2 separate regions of the Zea mays genome follow, and region 1 is linked to region 2. Evidence: chromatin contacts called from public Hi-C data. All regions are on one chromosome and are shown on one strand. The core of a region is the stretch at or near the end of the contact, and the rest is flanking DNA. Distances in the headings are between cores, read along the strand shown. Region 1 holds the start of LOC100216931. Region 2 holds the start of LOC100284649 (zinc finger, C3HC4 type family protein).

Region 1 (5,261 bases), core at 902-3,401, 730 kb after region 2:
GCACTTCTGCATGGGATCAGAAGGAAAATATGGATGGCTATCAGTCACTGAAAATCAGAAACACGGACCAATCTTTTCTTCATCACATCCAACGCGAATTCAGACAACAAAAATAAAACGGAAACGAAAAAACGACAGCAACAGAAGCATTAGCAATGGCAGTGGAGAGGTCATCAGAGACTTAAAACTAGTAATCAGATCATAGATCATTTTGTTGCAGTTATGATCTAATCATCTGACCATGAACGCCATTACAGCAGACAGAGGAAACCAAAAAATGCAAAAACTGTGAAGAGAGGCATACAAATTCCACCGAACAAAAATCGAAAGGGGGAGATTAATTATCTCCTCGGCAGCTTGGAGTGAAAACGAAACAAAACAAAGAGAGACAGCCGCCATTGAAGTACGCAGCCAGCGCCGCAACGAGCCAACGACCACGCCTCGCCGCTCCATAGCTTCTGCTTATAAAGACGTGGAGAGAAGAAACCCTAGGAGCCCCTGTCTGTGTAAAAAGGGCCGAGCACATGAAGAAATACGGCCGAAAGTTCCTGAATATGGGCCGCGGTGGGCCTTGCATGTATACGATAACTCTTATTTTTTGTTTTTTTGTAAATCCACATTTTATATACTGCTAGTATATATACGAGTTATTCTTCTGAGTGTACTTTTACATATCTAGTACGTACACGCACATGCATTTTGGTTTGGAACATAAAACAACGGCCACTGCAGGCTTTAACGCTTCTCCCAGACCCATCGGCTCGGCCTGAAAATCTGCCGAAGGAGCGCCATCTTTGGAACGTTCCAATTTTCGACGTGCCTGGATGACAACAGGGGCTGTCAGTCCTCGCCACATACGCATGTAGAACATCTATCGAGTGGCTAGCCACAAATATGCTTGGATGTTCGTGACCCTAGGATCGCTGAACACGAGTGCATATAAGTTTTCAGTACCTGCACACCTTCCCCGATTCAGCATCGAAATAGTATTCCGTGTACCCGGTTGCTGAAACAGCAGGACGACAGTAAACACCGTGTCAGGGCCCGAGCAAAATACGCATAAAACAGCCGGCGAACTGAGGTGAGCAACAACATGAATGGACCAGCAGGGATCAAGCCCTGGTTTGGCTCACTTCAACAAAACTGGAATCACCTGACAGAATAGGCCTCCAGGGGAACGACATGACACAGCTGAAACGCCAGTGCCCGATCGACTTGTCCTGCAACCGGATGCATCGAGCAGCGGCACACACATCAGTCGGTTTTTGTTCATTTGTTTTTACCACCAATGGTTGACACATCTCGGTGTTTCAAATTACAAAGTTATAGACTTCTGTTGCTGGAGAGTGTGGTTCGCACGTACCTCCAGGTCCTCCCATTTAGTGAGCTTCATGTTCGATTTCTCGAGCAGAGACCCAAAATTAGTGCAGTTCCGTTTGAACCGCCGCAGGCCTCTGAACGAGCCCGCCGGGTCGGCGAACTCGCAGTCCTCCTCGTAAGCTCTCAGCGTGAGATTCCCTACGAAACGAGCCGGAACGCACACGGCACGCGTTCCGTTCTCAGATAATTAATCAAGCACGTACCCGTGACAGTTCATTGGAGAAGATTGAGACCTGTGACGAAGTACGACCGCGCGAAGTCCGCCTTAATGGCCTCGGCCACTCCCGCGTGGTCCAGGTCCAGGGCCCCCGCCACCGCCGCCGCTTCGCCCTCTGCGTCACCGCCACCGCCAGCATCCCCCTCCTGAGGCGACGACGGCGCGGGCCGGAGAAGCGACGCGGCGATGCCGAGGAGCTCGGAGCCGTACCAGGCGGCCTTGAGGACGGCGTTCTCCGAGCGGGAGGATGAGGGGGACGTCGCGGTCTCGGCTCCCGCGCCACGGGAACGGGATCCGGCGACGGGTTTCTGCGCATGCGCCCTCAAACGGCTGCTAGAACCCGTCGGTGGCCTACGGAGGACGGCTGCGGCGCTCCTGCCATGACGGCCGGTGGTCAGCGTAGAGCTAGCTGGACCTGCGTGCTGCAAGGCCATGCGATTTTTTCCGTGCTCGCCTCGCCGGTGAGGAACTCAGGATTCAGGAAATCCGCTAGTTTCTCGTTGCCAGTTTGTCTTGATTCTTGAACAGGACTCAGGGACAAGGAGTGACCGGAGCGTGACCATCAAACGTGCGGCTATGATTAACTGGGATGAAAATAAAAAAAAACGTGATACTGGGCCTCTTTAGGAGCCCGTTTACTCAGTTAAGGTCCATGGATATACGGGGAAAAAACTCATGTTGGCCTGTTGGGTCATGAGTGCGATCGAGTCGTAGATGTGTGGGCCCGATCACGATCACGATCACGTGGAAGTACATGGACTGGAACGCAAGTTGGGCTACTTGCTTGGTGAGTCTCCAGCGATGGTCCACAGGTCCAGGTCCAGGTCCACGTACATTAGAGTTTTATTTATTTACACTCCAACTGGACCGACCAAGTGGTACGCAAACAAAGAGAACTGATTCCAAGTTTTAATCTTGATTTATTTATTCAGAAAGAAATGGGGTTGGCGTTCAAAGATTCAACTCAAAGTTTCACGAAGGCACATGCGAGAGAAAGCTGGCATTGTACGTATTTCCCAGTCTCTCGTCAATATTCTCTGTAGAACCATCGGTCGCGTTCCTTTTTTCCATAAACGCATGCGCAATGGTTCCATAACACATGCAGAAATACTGCCGGTCGATTGAACTGTCGTGGAAACAGGACAGACACACACATGGAGCACACGGTAATAATAGCGATTAGCATGCGAGGCCTGAGCTGAGTCTACGAAGAGCAGCTCTACTACAACTAGCACGCTTCTTGTTTGACACTGGTCATCATCACACGTTCATGGGTTTTCCGAACTTGATTGGACGAACCATAGCAACGAACGATACGAAACGCTGTTGCCTCTCTGCCTGCGCAAGAATGTCGTGGAACTGCCAAGCGCTCGTGAATTAGAGCATGTTCGAAACATGAATCCAGCGGGTGGCATCGTATGACCAATGGAATGGCCGCATGGGCAACTAGCTACTCCGGGCCGGGGGACCGATGACCGACAGACCGAGACGACGTCGCTTGCCACCGCCCACCGGCGCCCGAACCGTGATCATTCTTGTCACCTCGCCGCGGTCGCTGTCTCGGCCAGCGTCTTGTGAAACGCCACGTACCCGGCCAGCAGGCTGCATGCAAAAAGGACAGAACAGAATGATCATCTGGACAGAAATTAAGACGGGGCCGGGCTACTGTCAAGGGAAGACTGTTTTGCCAATCCATGATGAATAAGACGCGCGCGTGGGGTTTTTGATATGCAGCAGTGGTGCTTGCAGGCTGGCCCTGGAGTTGAACGCGGCGTCGGATCGAGTCGGAGCCTTGTCACACACACCCATGCATGCACGCATCTGGACACCAGCTTTAATTACCACTGTTCCTCACTTTGCCCTTTCGGCTGTCCTGGAAAAACAACTGCGCACCTAACGGGTTGGTTGATTTGAATCTACAGCCTTGCCGGCCGTCGCCGTTTCACCCACATATGCAGTGATATCAAATTATCAATATCATGCGGTCATGCCATGCGCATGGTATCTGTCTGCCAGTGCCGCGTTGCCTTGTCAAAGCAGGCCACCGCAAAAAGCATTCTTGGACACTAACTAAAGCTGTTGCCTGTGTTGACTCCACTGAGAGTACTGATTTGTGGTCTGTGTAGCCGCGCACAGTACACGTGGCATATATACTGATATATCCCCGTTCAGTCTTTGTTCCCTCCGGCTGTGTCTATATACTACAGCTGAACTGATCGAGCACAAAGATTTCGAAGGCGAGGTACATTTGCATTGGTCAGAGAAGTACACTTGCATTGGTCAGGGAAGCTGTTGACGTGAGAAGCAGTTACTAACCGAACATACTACTCATTCCTATGTAAAGAAAAATACGCCACATATAAGTTTTAAAAATCGGTTAGCTAGCGCTTGATGAAATTTCTAGCAAATGATGCTCGCACTTTTTTTTACTCTAAATCATTTTTACATAAAAGTATAGTCATCTAATAACATCAATTTATTATAATAAGTATTAATGTTTCTATTTATAATTGGTCAAAATGAAAATGCTAAAATAATACCTTGTGCTAGAATTGCATTCGGCGCGGAGCGGAGGGAGCACACAATACGCATGGCTGGCTGACGTGCTGAACGCGAGTTTCTTGGAGACCACGCATGTCAGCATGTGCGGTGCTGCGGATCGGACCAACAACAAAGCACGTCGTGTTCCTGCGCGCTGCTGCAGTCTGTAGTCGTGAGACTGCCCAGAGTCCACCACACGGTTTATTTCGGTGGACCGCCAAAGCACTGTGCCGTGCGGAACAGGTGAAACGGGTGCCGGACAGGGACAGCAGAGGTAGTGCAGTTGAAACGAGCATCGCCAACCCTGTGATGGAGATGAGTGATGGGGCTGCTAGGTGAACGCCGGTGCATGCTGACACGACGACACGCAATACAACCGGAGGATCCCTTCCCCTATAGTGTACCCTACATATCGGGCGACCACCGACCATCCCTGCTGACCTGCACCGCCTCATGCACCGGACACCAGATGAATGGTGTTTGGTATGGTCTCGTCCAGCCGGCCGGTTCTTATCGGGCACCACGATTTCAGGTCACTCGTCTATTCCATAATAGCTCTGACTCTGAAAAAATCAGATCTAGAATACTAAATCTATAATGGGACGGAGGGAGTAGTAGCTTTAATTTAGGTTTAAGATCTCACAGGTGCTAAAACATTATCTAAAAGAGAGCTTTAGGCTTCTTTAGTCTAGGGACTAAAGTTTAGTTATGGAGCTAAAGTTTAGTCCATAACATGTTTGGTTTTAAGGGCTAAAAGTAGTAAGAATATACTAAATGACTCATAAGAAGACTAAAATGGCATTTAACATTCTCCTGCTATTAATACAATTGAACTAAATGAAGGTAAATGTGGAATTAATATGATTTAGTCCCTTCTAGCACATATGTAAAGGACTAAATACCAAATTATTTTAGTCCTAGTGTTTGGCAAAAAAAAGACTAAATGAGACAAAAAAAACTAGAGACTAATGTTTAGGCCCTGTTTGGTTCCTTTAGTCACTAGACTAAATTTTAGTGACTAAAGTTTAGTCGCTAAAGTACCCTGTTTGGTTCCAGTGACTAAACGGACTAAAGAGCATTAATTGATGTGAATAATGACTGTTTTACCCCTATTAATTAATGG
Region 2 (4,985 bases), core at 1,966-4,465:
AGCAACGACCGGTACAAGAGCGTGCTCCACCGCGTGATCGTCAACAGCGAGAGCGAGCGGATCTCGGTGCCGACGTTCTACTGCCCGTCCCCGGACGCGGTGATCGCGCCGGCCGACGCGCTGGTGGACGACGGCCACCCTCTGGCCTACCGCCCCTTCACTTACCAGGAGTACTACGACGCGTTCTGGAACATGGGCCTCCAGTCGGCCAGCTGCCTCGACCGGTTTAGGCCCGGAGGATCGTTGGAGTGAGTGAACTACGCCGGCCACGACAGGGAAAAAAAAATGAAGACCTTTTTGTATTCTTGAGCATCTGCCAATAACTGGATCTTTGAAATCCTCCTCTGGACTGGAGTCTTGGATTCCCTTCGGGTCCCACCTAACATTACGTTGGGTCCACCCTGAAGATGCAGACAAGGTTTAGGTTGACAAATTCCGATGTAAGGATGATTTTGTCCAACTTATTACTATTTCCTTGTGCTAATTACAAAGTACAGATGTAAGCTTCCACAAAACATTGCTTTTGATAGATGTTGATCCATCCATTACAAATTCTAAGTTAATTAGACTTTTCTGAGAATAAAAAGTATATAACTTTTGTTATGTACCTAAATATGGTCTCTTTTCAGATATGTATCAAACACCAATTGTTTAGAGAAGTAATGGAAGTACAAACAATGTATGTCACGTTATTGAAAAAAAGACAGGAGTTGAAAATCAATTTGAGAGGCAGATTAAACATCTTTAGGTCCGATCATGGTGGAGAGTATTTCTCAAACGAATTCAACTCATCCTGTGAAGAACAAGAGATCATTCATGAGAAGACACCTCTCTATTCGCCACAATTCAATTGGATTGCGGAAAAAAGAACCAGACTCTACTAGGATGGTTAACGCCATGTTAGAATCATCAAGACATTCTAAGGAATGCTATAATGACTTGTATGTCTTGTCCTAAATAGGGTTTTCATGAAAAATCAGCAAAAAGCACCATTCAAGGAATGGGAGATTAAATCCCCTTTTGCTCAATTTTTATTAGGGAGTGATTTAATCCCCTCCAACCATCTTCGATATAGACGCAATCTAACAAGTCCTTAAGGAGGCGCGCCATTGCAATGAGGTAGAAACAAAAGGAAATGTTGACCCATACTTGCTGTGGGAATTAATTTGCACATGTCATGGATGGTTTGTTTTCATAGGGACCATGAATGTCAATTTCTGGAATTGACAATAATGTGGAACTTTTTCTTGTGTGGTGTCGCACTTTTTGTTGCGCAACTGGTTACGATTGTCATAGCATGGCCTATACTTTCGTGTGGACCGATACATTATTATAAGAGGTTGAAGTCGAACTCTTTTTCCATTAGTAAAACAAAGCTAGTTTATCTTTTCATTTATTTTTTTTAATGTCATTGAAATCTTTGCCCCCTGTCACCTTTTGGCTCATAGGATGTTCATGTATATCAGTGTTGCATGTTTCAGTAAACCACGTGATTGGTTCTCTCCAGCGCTTGGCTCACTGCAACCTGTGGCTCATCAGATGCGGCTCCGTAGATGCAAGCATAAGTTGCTCAATTTAGTTTGGATTGCACCCGTGCCCGCATGCCTCGTCATAGACATGCTCCGTAGATGCAAGCATAAATTTTAAAACATGTTTATACATCAATTAGAATGTTTTGGGAACTTTTTAAAATTTAAGATAATTTTACTTTTTTCTTAGAGTGAATCTAAATTTTGGAAGCTTCAAAATATATTTTTATAAGGTCTAAGTGTTTTTTTGGATTAGAATGTGCAAATGTATCTTCAAGATTTGTTTGGAATTTTTAAAATCTTAAAGATGTTTGTGTGGCTAATAGCTTTATCAAGTATTTATGTTACTTTAACTAAAAGAAGACAAAATTGTTATTAAAGTCTTTTTGAAAAGGGCACATTGATAATTTGAATGATTTTATGAGCTTAGGTCGATATGCAAGTTGTCCACCCAATTGTCTACTATTAAATGTGTTGTAGTCGACTAGCATTTGCAATTATGTACTCCCTTCATTTTTTTATTTGTTGTGGTATAGTTTAAAAATAAACTAGCTAGCCACAAATATTTAATAACGGAGGTAGTAATACGCATCAGCGTGCACATGATCTACTAATATGTATTTAGTTGTTCACGTCATCGTGTCACCCATCCACTAACATTAATTTATAATAGTTTATTTCTTCATATAAGTAATTATACGTAGTCTAAATTTATTTCAAGTTATTTGCAATTCCCACGGTAAGGTACGGGCAGGCTTCTAGCCTATCTAAAATTTTGAATTAGATGAGCTGATGAGGCAGACAAAGGGTAAAAATGGACTTCTTTACAACCTCCAACTCCTCCAACTTGTGACCAACACGTAGTCATCAAGTTCCATAATGCGCTGATGTTCACGCTTCACGTACCGCTACCACGACATTTGTGGTCCAGATGCTGCTGCAACGACCACACGCAAATCGCTATTACGCTGGGGCTCGAAAAATACCACCAAGCCAACTGTTTGGCCACAAGCCCACAACGCTCGATTGCTGCTTCCTCTCTTATAGCCCAACTAGGGATGGCAACGGAGAATTCCCCGTCGGGTTTTAGCTCCCCAAACCCGTCCCCGTGACAAAAAAATTTCCCCGCGGGGATCCCCACGAACGCTTGCGGGGGATATTTCTTCCCCATCCCCGTTCCCCGCGGGGATAAATCCCCGTCGGGGATCCCCATCCCCACTTAAATTATAATTAAATCATACTTCATTTGTTATTAATGTAAAATATTGTCACTTATACACATTGTTAGATGTAAAATTCATTATGTGCACATTAAAATTAATGTATTTGTACAACGGGTGATCTCTTGACAAGGTAATTCTTTACTTTTATCATTAACTATTACATCAAAACATTGTCACATGTAAGTTTAACGGGTCCCCACGGGGAACGGGGATGGGGAATGCTTCCCCATCCCCGTCCCCGTTTACCCGTCGGGGGAGAACTTTTCCCCATTTACATCGCCGTGGGGAAGAAACTTCCCCATCCCCATCCCCTAATAGAGGAATTCCCCGCGGGGAATCGGGGATCGGGTCCCCATTGCCATCTCTAAGCCCAACCGACTGGCGACTGCAACGCGCAACCTCCGCTATTGATGTGCCTGTTGTTGCAGCTTATAAAGAAGCGCCTGTTGCAAGCAAGAATTCCACGCAGGCAGCAGCACGCGGCTGCGCTCGATCAGGCATCAGTGATGTGCTACCACAGCCTACCGCGTATGTATCGCCGATGAGCAACCCCAGCTTCGACCACAGCTACGAGCTCCCTCTGCGGCGAAACCTCCTGCTTCTGCGCGACCTCCTCGACCTCCTCCGCTTCATCGCCGGGGTGATCCTGGACCGCCTCGGCGTCGCGCCGTGCCAGGGCGAGGTGCATCTGCCAGGACAGGCTTTAGGCGGCGTCGGCGAGCATGTCAACGATGTTGACTTGGAACGCCTCCTGGAGGCGATGCTGTGGGAGACCGTGACGCGGTCGCTCACGGCTCCACGGTACAGGCGGCGGCGGGTTGCGCAGCCGGCGGACGTCCAGCTGGACGCAGAAGGCGACGCCGAGGGCGCGGCCGTCTGCGCGATTTGCTTGGCGGGTCTGGAACAGGGAGATTTCCAGGCGGTCGTGGAGCTGTGCGGCTGCTCGCACGCGTTTCACGCCGCCTGCATCGATGCTTGGGTCCGCAGTGGCGACGGTGCGGCCACCTGCCCGCTGTGCCGCGCGCCCATGTTGCCCACGGCGTGGGACGACGTGCAGAGTTCGTTCGGCGCTCGCCGGGGTGACTGAGGTTTCTGTCTCCCTCCCGTATAGTAATTGCTGCGCTAGCACGTCTCGACAGACAGACAGATAGATAGATAAACATGCGCCATCGTCTATAGCGGAAAGATGCAATAATGTGTATGCATGTATTCGCGCGGATCGATCGTTTCCCTCTGAACTAAGATTCTTGCTCTTTTCGGCTTACAAAAAGATTGATGCTCTTATCTGCGTCCGTGCTCGCCTTGCTCGATGCGAGGGAACAGAAGGGGGCGTCCATGACTCCATGCTCGCCTAGGGATTGGGGATTGGGAGGCGGTGTTGTGTGGCTGGGACCTCGATTTAGGTTTGGGAATAAGGCTATCCGCAGCGGGTTCCTCTAAATTTTTCCCCTATATCACTTTTTTGGGTCACATCATCAATAGTGTATCCCCTACTTTTTCATCTCCCGCAGTGGTTTCCCCTAAATATTCCCCCTATATCCCACTACAATATAAAATATAATTTTCTATACCTACTTTTCATCTACTATCAATTTTTCTTCTACTATTAATTAAAGGCGGGCCCACAGGAACAGTGGTAGGGGAGAGCGCGCGCGCTGCAGCTGAGGGGAGAGAGAAGAGTACCGCGCGGTGGAGTGCGCGATAGCGTGCTGCGCTGCGGGCTTTAGCGCGCGCGCTGTAGCCGCCATGCAAGGGAGCGCGCGCGGTAGCGTGCGGCGCTGCGGGCAGTCTAAGGCTAGCTGCAGCGCCATCCGCTACACCCGCGCTCCCCTTTCCCTGTAGCGATTTAGAGCGACGCTCACGCTGCAGCGGCGCGCCCTAAACGGCTCCCTACGTGCTACAGGCGTAGGGGAGGACGCGCACGTCCCCCAGATCAAGGGGAGCACTGTAGCGCCCCCTTGCACAGTGCTCCCCTATTTAATAGTTGAACAAAAATAGAAATAAAAGATGAATAGGGGTAGATAATAATATTTTATAGTTGTAGTGGAGTATAGGGGGATAATATAGGGGAAACCGTTGCAGGAGATGAAAATTTAGGGGGTGAAATGTTGATGATGTGACGCAAAAAAGTGATATAGGGGGGAAAATTTAGGGGGAACGCTTGCGGATAGCCTAAGGCTGTCTGCAGCCATGTCCGCGAGGCCGCCCTCTCCCCTACGTCTAGCGGCTACAG

The links. Hi-C and Micro-C count contacts between places; a contact is called where the count stands out from the background.
Region 1: a contact with region 2 is called in a Hi-C map of ear, with 1.8 times the contacts expected there. The contact joins the promoter of LOC100216931 here to the promoter of LOC100284649 in region 2. A contact is called at or near these places in 4 of 25 Hi-C or Micro-C datasets (bundle sheath, ear, root tip and 1 more).

Annotation. Positions count from the first base shown.
Region 1 is chr2:16,509,574-16,514,834 of Zm-B73-REFERENCE-NAM-5.0, forward strand. It overlaps LOC100216931, which reads right to left and starts at 2,152. Exons shown (of 5, transcript NM_001366947.1): 1 at 1,614-2,152; 2 at 1,364-1,518; 3 at 1,154-1,220; 4 at 955-1,006; 5 at 579-820. The coding sequence starts at 2,031. The coding sequence ends at 736. It also overlaps the pseudogene LOC111591010.
Region 2 is chr2:15,775,803-15,780,787 of Zm-B73-REFERENCE-NAM-5.0, forward strand. LOC100284649 (zinc finger, C3HC4 type family protein) reads left to right here and starts at 3,216. Exons shown (of 1, transcript NM_001157544.2): 1 at 3,216-3,991. The coding sequence starts at 3,294. The coding sequence ends at 3,839. It overlaps LOC100501142, which reads left to right. Exons shown (of 4, transcript NM_001365475.1): 4 at 1-719. The coding sequence ends at 252.